2 separate regions of the Ovis aries genome follow, and region 2 is linked to region 1. Evidence: chromatin contacts called from public Hi-C data. All regions are on one chromosome and are shown on one strand. Each heading gives the region's core, a stretch centred on a gene start, on an enhancer-like site or on the middle of the called end of the contact. The rest is flanking DNA. Distances are from core to core; before and after follow the strand shown. Region 1 has its middle 16 kb from the start of GTF3C6. Region 2 overlaps CDK19 (cyclin dependent kinase 19).

Region 1 (4,343 bases), core at 781-3,280:
TTCCCTGCTAGCTCAGCTGGTAAAGAATCCTCCTGAAATGCAGGAGACCCTGGTTTGATTCCTGGGTGGAGAAGATCCTCTGGAGAAGGGATAGGCTACCCACTCCAGTATTCTTGAACATTCCTGGTGGCTCAGAAGGTCAAGAATCTGCCTGCAGTGCGGGAGACCTGGCTTCTATCCCTGAACTGGGAAGATCCCCTGGAGGAGGGCATGGCAACCCACTGAAGTTTTCTTGCCTGAAGAATCCCCATGGACAGAGGAGCCTGGCAGGCCACAGTCCTTGGGGTCACAAAGAGTCGGACATGACTGAGCGACTAAGTACAGCACAGCACAAGGCAATATCCTAGCCTGAAGTGTCTACTCCTCGGAAACAGAAAAGGAGAGGGGATAGAAAGGACAAACTCTGAGGGTTAGGTCTTCTTACAACAAGACACGCTATATACAGAAATGTACCACTTTGTTAGAAAGTGATAAAAACAGTGTTTATACAGCCAGGCTCTGTTCCAAGCACTTTACCTATATTGACTATATTAACCCTATATTAACCCTCACGATAACTTTCAGCAATAATTATACTGTTCTTCCCATTTTGTAGATGAGGAAACTGAGACACAGGGAGGTTAAATAGTATGCATAGAACATATGTTTAGTGATAAGCTCAGGCAATCTGGCTTCAAGGTTTATGCTCTTGACTACTGAGCAGGTACCTTCATGGGTCTACCTTTTATTGGGTTGACCAAAAAGTTTATTTTGGTTTTTCAGTAACATCTTTAACAGAAAAATCCAAATGAACTTTTTGGCCACCCCAATACTTAGGGCAATGGTGCTCAGACTTATGGGAGCATCAGAATTATGTGAGGCACCTGTTCAAAGTGTGTACTTCTGGTCGTTCCATCTACCCACCCAACCTCACCCCTACAAGATTCTGTTAGGTCTGTGGCTGAAGAATTTCTATTTTTAAAGTTATTCATTTATTTGTTTCTTTGGCTGCACTGGGATCTTTGATCTTCACTGCAGCATGCGGGGTCTAGGTCCCTGAGCAGGGCTCAAACACGGGCCCCATGCATTGGGAGTACAGAATCTTAGCCACTGGACTACCAGGGAAATCCCAAGAATTTCTATTTTTAACAAGAATCCCAAGTGATTTTAAAATATGTGGTCCAGTATCATACTGAGAAACACAGACTTAGGAAAAGAAGACTTTTTTTCCAAAGGATAAAACTTTTTTTTTTTTTTTTTGCGATTCATTCATCCACTCCAAAAACATGTATTAAGTATCCACTATAAATTTAGAATTGTATTAATTATGAAATCTATGTGTGTGAAATTACTTCAAATACTGGGTCCCTGCAATGAAAGAACATGTACCCTTATACAAGCAAACACTAAACACAACACATATTAATTCCTTTTAATAATACATAAACATTTTCTGAACAGAACATGTCTCAGTCACTGAGTCACTTAGAGAAGAAATAGTTAACAGTGAATGAGTAAGGGTCAGAACTGAGTGATTTCAGTAAAAAATGTTTATGGAGTAGTGCATATGTTTATAGAGGAGTCCCAGTATAAAGACAGGTCACTTGGTCGAATCACCTACAACATAACCCTCAAAGCTGTTTGCATTCAGAGTGACTTTTATCTAGTTAAGATTTTTTAAGTCTAGTTGTTTCCTTCAAATTCCTCTGAATTAAACAAGTTTTCACATTATTTAATTCATCCATCCATCCATTCAACAACCTTAATGCCACAACACTGTGCAAAGAAGTCAAAAAATTAACTCAAGGCACTTAAAATCAACTTGAGAAAACACATACACACACACACACACGAACTAACAAATACAAAGCAGATGTGAGCAATATGATTTTAAATTGTCTTAAAAGATACAATGAGGCATATTAAAATTTTTAAGAGTTAATTTGAACAAAAATCGATTCCAATTAGGCAGTGCCAAACTGGAATTCGTCAGGAGTGCTCTGTCCACAGAAGACGGAGCAAAGTACGGCATTCATTGGCGGGCTATAGCTTCAAGCCTTGCTGGTCGTTTGTGATTGGTTGTCCTTAGGTTTCAATTTCATGACCTTGAGTTGGCACCAGGCTTAGATCTGTGATTGTTTACTCTTAGGCTGCCACAGAATTAGAAGCACCTCAGGTTAATGTCCTTTTTGTTTAGTTAATTTAAGAGCTGCACAGAGAAACTGATAAGAAAAGTGGAAGGAGGGCCTGGCACATATTAAATGTTCAGTAAATGTGAGTTGAATGAATGAATATAGAGTAGGCTAGTCAGGATAAATTTCCTGGAGTAAGAGAAGTAATAGGCAGAGACTAAGGAGCAAAGGTTAGCCTACCAGAACAAATGACAGAAGCAAAGACCCAGTGGCAAACAGCGAAAAAAAAATAAAGCAGGATATAGAGTTTCAACAGTTTGGCTTGGTTGGAACAAAAATGTTAGTGGGTGAAAAAGTAGAGTGTGAGGTTTGATAAGGTATGGTACATTCTGATACAAGCCAAACTGTTATAACAGCTGAAAGCATTTGTAACACCCTAGTAATTTTGTTCTTAGCACTTTGACTTCCTTTTTGAAATGTATTGATAATAAAATGCTAATTCTGTAAGACCAAGCTCTTTAAATAAGTAATATTCTGTAAATAGACTAAATGCCATCAAGATGCTAAAGCAAAAATATAAATGGTCTAGGCAATGTTATGGATGGAGTCAATTTAGAGATTGTCTCTTCTAATTCAACCTGTCTTTTACAATCTGAGGGGTCAAGGATCCAGGCAAATTAGAGTCCTAAGGTATTGGCAGTGCTAATTTGGCAGCTGCCCTATTTACCAACAGTTGATAGAATCTTTAATGTTTAGAACTCTATTTGAATTTCATAACTGTTATTATTTGAAGATCAATATGAAAAATGTGAAGCACATAATTAGAAACAGAAAAGATAAATACATCATACACAGAAGATGTTGAAAATGAATGTGGGAAATTTAGATCTGGATTAAGGCAGTAGCTGAGGGAAATGAGGAGCGATCAAGAGATATTCCTGCTGAAAGTACTAAAAGTAATAGTATTTTTTTGAGTGATTGCCTGAATAAAGAGGCCAATAAGAGAAGTAAAAACAAACAAACCCCAAAATTGCCAATATGACCCTGAGCATCAGACTCGATGGTTAAGTTAGGAAGTGGTTCAGGTGGAAAGGGGATAGCCTTAAAATAGATTTCATAAAAAATTAGTTCTTTATTAAAAAGAAATTATATACTTGGCTGTGCTGGGTCTTAATTGTAGCATGTGAACTCTTAGTTGTGGCATGTGGGATCTAGTTCCCTGACCAGGGGTCGAACCTGGGCCCTCTGCGCTGGGAGCATGAAGTCTTAGCCACCGAACCATCAGGAAGTCCCCAAAACTAGTTCTTTAAAAAGCAATTCTTTGCAAGATGAAAAAGTTCTGGGAGTTCCCTGGTGGTCCAGTGGTTAGGATTCGGTGCTTTCACTGCTGTGGTCTGGGTTCAATCCATAGTCAGGGAACTCAGATCCCGCAAGCCACATAGCAAGTCCAAAAATAAAAGAGTTAAAAAATAAGGAGAGAAAAATTTCTAGAGATTGGTTGCACAACAATGTGAGTATACTTAACCACTGGATATATATGCATAACAATAGTTAAGCATATAGAAAGAAAAGAAATAAATGCATAAGTTTTATTAAAGGGACTATTTCTATTAAACTTATTCTCCATCTGTTTTGGAGCTGTATCAGCTTTTTATGTTTTAGGAGCACAGACTCACTCAGGAAATCTCAAGTAATGGGAAGCCCATCTATTTTAAGGATGCACATGACAATAAAAAGAGATAAGAATATCATGGGTACCTAAGAATAGCAGTATGATTGGGCTTCCATTGGGAACTGAAATGAACATGAAACTGGACAAATTCCATGCATGCCTAGAGACTGGGTTAACTTGTCACTCTTGGCTGCAGCAGGAATGCAGTATTCCCCAACCAGAGGGTGTCACCATTCCTCTGTCTCGATGACTACCAGCCTACCACCTCATTTAGCTAGTTATAGCTCTGCTTACTCATAATTCCAGCTTACTCATAGTCTCTAAGACCAACTTGCAGCTTCTCTCCCACAACCAACAGACTGATCCTCTCTGTAGATCCCATTTCAAATTCTTAAAAGGAAGAAAACTCTGACCGAGCTCGATTTTCACCGTTAAGTATGCATCAGAATCACCTGGAGAGAGTGTTACACTACTAATTGTTGGGCTTCATTCCCAAGCCTTTCTGATTTAGTAGTCTAGGGTACGTCTGAGAATCTGCATTTGAATCCTGAGTAAAGCTC
Region 2 (4,343 bases), core at 639-3,138, 180 kb before region 1:
AGAACTCCTTTACCATTCATCTTCTAGGAGCAAGTGTCAAATGAAATCCGTCTATATTCTAAATCTGCCATGGCAGACTTCTATGATCTATAATACAGCTCAGCTCTCTTCTTTTCAGATGAATATTTATAAAGCCACTTACAACACAGGACCTGGGCACAAAGTAGGCACTCAACAAGTTCTGCTGAATAAGAAAATGAAAGCAATAGTACAAGAATTGATTTCCAACACGATGGTTACATGACATTTATTCCACATTGAGAGAATACTGTTCTAAAAAATGCCATTATTTTTTCATCAACAAGAAACTTTCAAACAAAATTAGGTAAGAATATTCAAGAAATTTCATAAGCCTAAAAAATAACTTGAAATTGGTAATTAATTAATTCAGCAAAATTAAGTAGTAGTAGTTTTATCAAGTTTTATCCTAGATAAACCTTATGTTTAGCTCGGTGTACTCTCAAGTTACCTGGTATTACCTCTAACTCATATTTTTATAACTTACATTTCTAAAAATGTACAGTTTCCACTTTCTTTAGTAAAACCAGGCAACCAAGTAGCCCTGGCATTCATCTCTTCCTCTCCCACCCACAGGTCCTAGATGGTGCTGACTGAGGATGTGTAGGGAGAAGGAAGGACTTTTGCTTTCTGAAGTAACTTATCTAATAACGCATGTTAAATATTCCACTTCTCACAATGACAGGCATTATCAATGGTCAGACAACCTACCCCAGAACTTTCTATAAAGATAAATACATACCTAAACACATATAGGTATGTGTTTATCATACCTATAAACACAATTTATAGGTATGGGTTTGATTAAGTATTAATGGCTAAATTACCAGTACCAATAATTCAACGTATTTCATATCACCGTGCTTCTAGAGAAGATAAAAGCCGTGAAGTCAAGGCTCAAATAAATTAACCATTTATAGTTCCTGAAGATCTCACAGGAATTTTAACAACAGTAATAAGGAAAGCTACTAAACAGTCTGAGCAAAATATAACTCAGGAAACGTCCCCTACATTGTTTCCATTAAATGGAAACACTACTTCCTTCCTACTCTGCTAAGAAATCTGTACATGTATTATGAGAAAACACTGAGGGGGATGAGTTTCCACAATGACATGAATTATTTCTTTTATATTAAAGGTCTATTTGATTTAATCAATAAATTCTATTTCTTTTGAAATAGACTTTCATTGACTTTAATTTTTTAATTTTTTAAAAGAGTGACTGACGTGGTTTTTAAGAAAATATGTTAAACAATGATTAGGAAAAAACCAGAAATCACTATAATAGTTAAAATAGTTCACAATATTATCATTTTCCATAATTTTGTGTTTAGCACATATGCAAAAAGGACAAATTAATCCTAAAGTAAGTTTTCTTGGAATGATTTTGGAGATTTGAAATTTAATGTCTACTCAAGGGTGCTTGCAGTGAACATATAAAATGTCAAAATTTCTAGACTGTCCTCTTTGAAATGTTCTTCTCCAACATAAGTTCTGATCACACTCTTCAATAAACTTAAACATCCACTTTAGGAAAAGCTCCTTTTAAATAAAATCCACGGGGAAAAGGTGGATTAATCTGACTATAAAACTATCTCGTACAGAAAACATATTCTAAACAAAGGCTACCAACAAACTTGGAAAATATCACCAAATTGTAACCCATTAGGCGACTAATTTGCTTGATTTAAAGAGCTTATGAAAAATCATTAAGAAAAAAAGAAAAACCCTTCAACAGTGGGTACAGAATTTGAATAGACATTTCACAAAAGTAGATACAAAGTTAAGACTTTTTAAAATGCTAGGCTATCTGAGAACTGTACAATGATGACAAGGGATCAAGCAGCTGAGATGCAAGCACAACATGTACAATAATCATGAGGGCATGTATTTCGTGTTTTTTTGGTGTCAAAGGATGTGTTTGTTCTGGTTGCAATCTATTGCCCAATCGCCTGTTTGATAAGGGCAGATAACTACAAAATGACTAGCCAGGACTAGGAACATAGTCCAGTACCTAATTAAGTAAAATTAAAGGACTGCAGGGGAATGAAATCAAAAGCCTGTGTTTTCACTTATGGTTACTAAAGGGGAAAGGTACAGGGGAAGATAAATTAGGAGTTTGGGATTAACACACACACAGTACTATAAACAAAACAGATAATCAACAAGAACCTACTGCATAGCACAGGGAACTCTACTCAATATTCTGTAATAACCTAAATGGGAAAAGAATCTGAAAAAGAATGGATACACATATACATATAACTGAATCACCTTGCTATACACTTGAAACTAACACAAACTGTAAATCAACTCTACGCCAATGTAAAATAAAAATTAAATTTTAAAAAAAGACTGTTTTCACTGACATGGCAACCACATCAGGTATTTTGTGCAGCCAGAGCATCCACAAAAAGCTTGCTTTTTAATTTTACTAACTTCAATTTACTACTTACCTTCCATTATCTTTTTCTCCCTTTTATCCACCCCCCATCCTCCACTACCCTTGCCAGTTTTCTACTTCCTTTGTTCCTTCCCATTCATTGAGGACTTTATTATTAAAAATCTCATGCTCTTCCAAATTCCTATGGCAGCTATATGTACCACTCATTTGGGATTTAACGAATGACCTCTTGTATTACTTATATTTTTACACATGTCCTAATTTTTTCAGATTAACATTTTTATAGATAGATACATTACTTGATAAAGGTATGGTCATTCCATATATGCGTATAGTCAATATCAGTAATTCCTTTTAGATACATTTTTAGTTCTCATATAATCTACAAGTCAAAAGTTGTCCAGGGCATAGGTTCCATGACTGAATAAATTTAGGTAATTTACCTGTGCCCCAGAAGTGTGGCAGCACGGCCAAGGCTGACACTGGAAGTGATCAGGCCAACAGATCTAAAAGAAAGAAGGATGGAGGATAGTACCTGACATTGGTAACAGCAATAAGGATAGAAAGGAGGCGATGGATAGAAAGAAGGCGATGGATAGAAAGAAGGCAGGACAGATAATCAGCAGGATTTAGGGACTGACAGGGTAAAGGCAAATGATCCCTGATGCTACAAGCCACTGAATAGGTAAATAGCACAAATTTAAGAAAAAGCATTAGAACTTTGAGGTGGAAAAAAAAAGTTGACTGTAGAATCAGACCTAATGAATCTGAGATGTCCATAGGGCATATTGATGGTGGTCTTGGATATGAATCTGGAAGTCAGGAGAGAGTGCTCAGTTGGAAGCAAAACAAAAAACAAAAAACTGGGCATTATCAGCATAGAGGTGAAACTGCTAGGAAATGTTTTCATGAAAAGATGAGAAGGTTGATTAGCAGAGAGCTATTTTGAGGGGAGAAAAAAAAGAAAAAAATTTAAGGAACTGCAAAAGAGGTATTTAAGAGAAAGAGGATGACACAAAGACTCAAAATATGTGCTCAAGAAGTAGAAGCTGCCTTCTTCCAGGAGAGAATATGTACGGTTATAAAACCCAAGAACAACTTCCTTTCTCTGAGAAGGGAAAACAGATCATGATTTCAACTGTTGGGAGAAATGTCTATTGATCTGTCAACCCCTATCAGAGGTATTCAGGAAGCTTCAAAGGAACAGTTTTCTCCACTGAAACTATAAATTCCATGAGGATAGATACCATGCTTGTCTTATGTCATTTACTGCAAGGAGAAGAACAAGGCCAATCACGTGGTGGGCAATCCGTACTTTTTGAACCAAAGTGAAAGGTAGAAACAAAGCCTGATAACAGTAAAAGCCAGGCTGCCCTTGATAGTCAATGGTGAGGAGAAACCACTTGGCTATGTATAGAGGGGCATGAATGGTTCACAGAAGTGGTTTTATGTTTTGCTCTGTTACAGTAGGTAAGACTTCAATATTTGTTAAATATGGAGACAGAAAAATTCATAGGGAAGGAATGCTCAGATGTTCACTTACGACCCTTTCTAGAATTATTTGCTAACATTAGCCCAGATGAATATCTAATTGGTTGAAGATTTGATATTTTAGAAAGAGTAGGAAAAAAACAAATCAAGCAACATCGGATTATGATACAGAACAGAATGGCCTCCTTAAGAACAAGTCAGTATGGAAAAATCAACTATTAAAACCCGATATCTTTTTCCAACTTCCTTCCCTTCCTTAACTTGTAAACCCACAAATTCTTTAAAGGTGTCCCTGTAACCACGGCAACAAAACCTTGTGAAAGTCATTGTTGGTAAGGCTGACGTGGTGAGGAGGGGCAAGAACTAAGACATTAGGGAAGGAAGAAGAAGGAGCTGAAAGATCCTTCAGGAAGGGTATTCTCAAATTAGG

What was found. A called contact is a pair of places that touch in the nucleus more often than the background predicts.
Region 2: a Hi-C map of liver shows a contact between it and region 1, with 5 times the contacts expected there. The contact joins two enhancer-like sites. A contact is called at or near these places in 7 of 16 Hi-C or Micro-C datasets (liver, muscle, omental adipose tissue and 2 more).

What each region holds. Positions count from the first base shown.
Region 1 is chr8:26,709,723-26,714,065 of ARS-UI_Ramb_v3.0, reverse strand. No RefSeq gene overlaps it. Among named protein-coding and RNA genes, the nearest start is that of GTF3C6, 16 kb to the right of the region's middle. Within about 2 kb of position 2,030, at least 4 of the 54 cell types and tissues checked have an H3K27ac peak or open chromatin away from gene starts, as enhancers often do. A contact at or near this core is called in liver, where this site is marked.
Region 2 is chr8:26,893,731-26,898,073 of ARS-UI_Ramb_v3.0, reverse strand. The region is part of intron 2 of CDK19 (cyclin dependent kinase 19); the gene reads right to left. Among named protein-coding and RNA genes, the nearest start is that of CDK19, 100 kb to the right of the region's middle. Within about 2 kb of position 1,888, at least 2 of the 54 cell types and tissues checked have an H3K27ac peak or open chromatin away from gene starts, as enhancers often do. A contact at or near this core is called in liver, where this site is marked.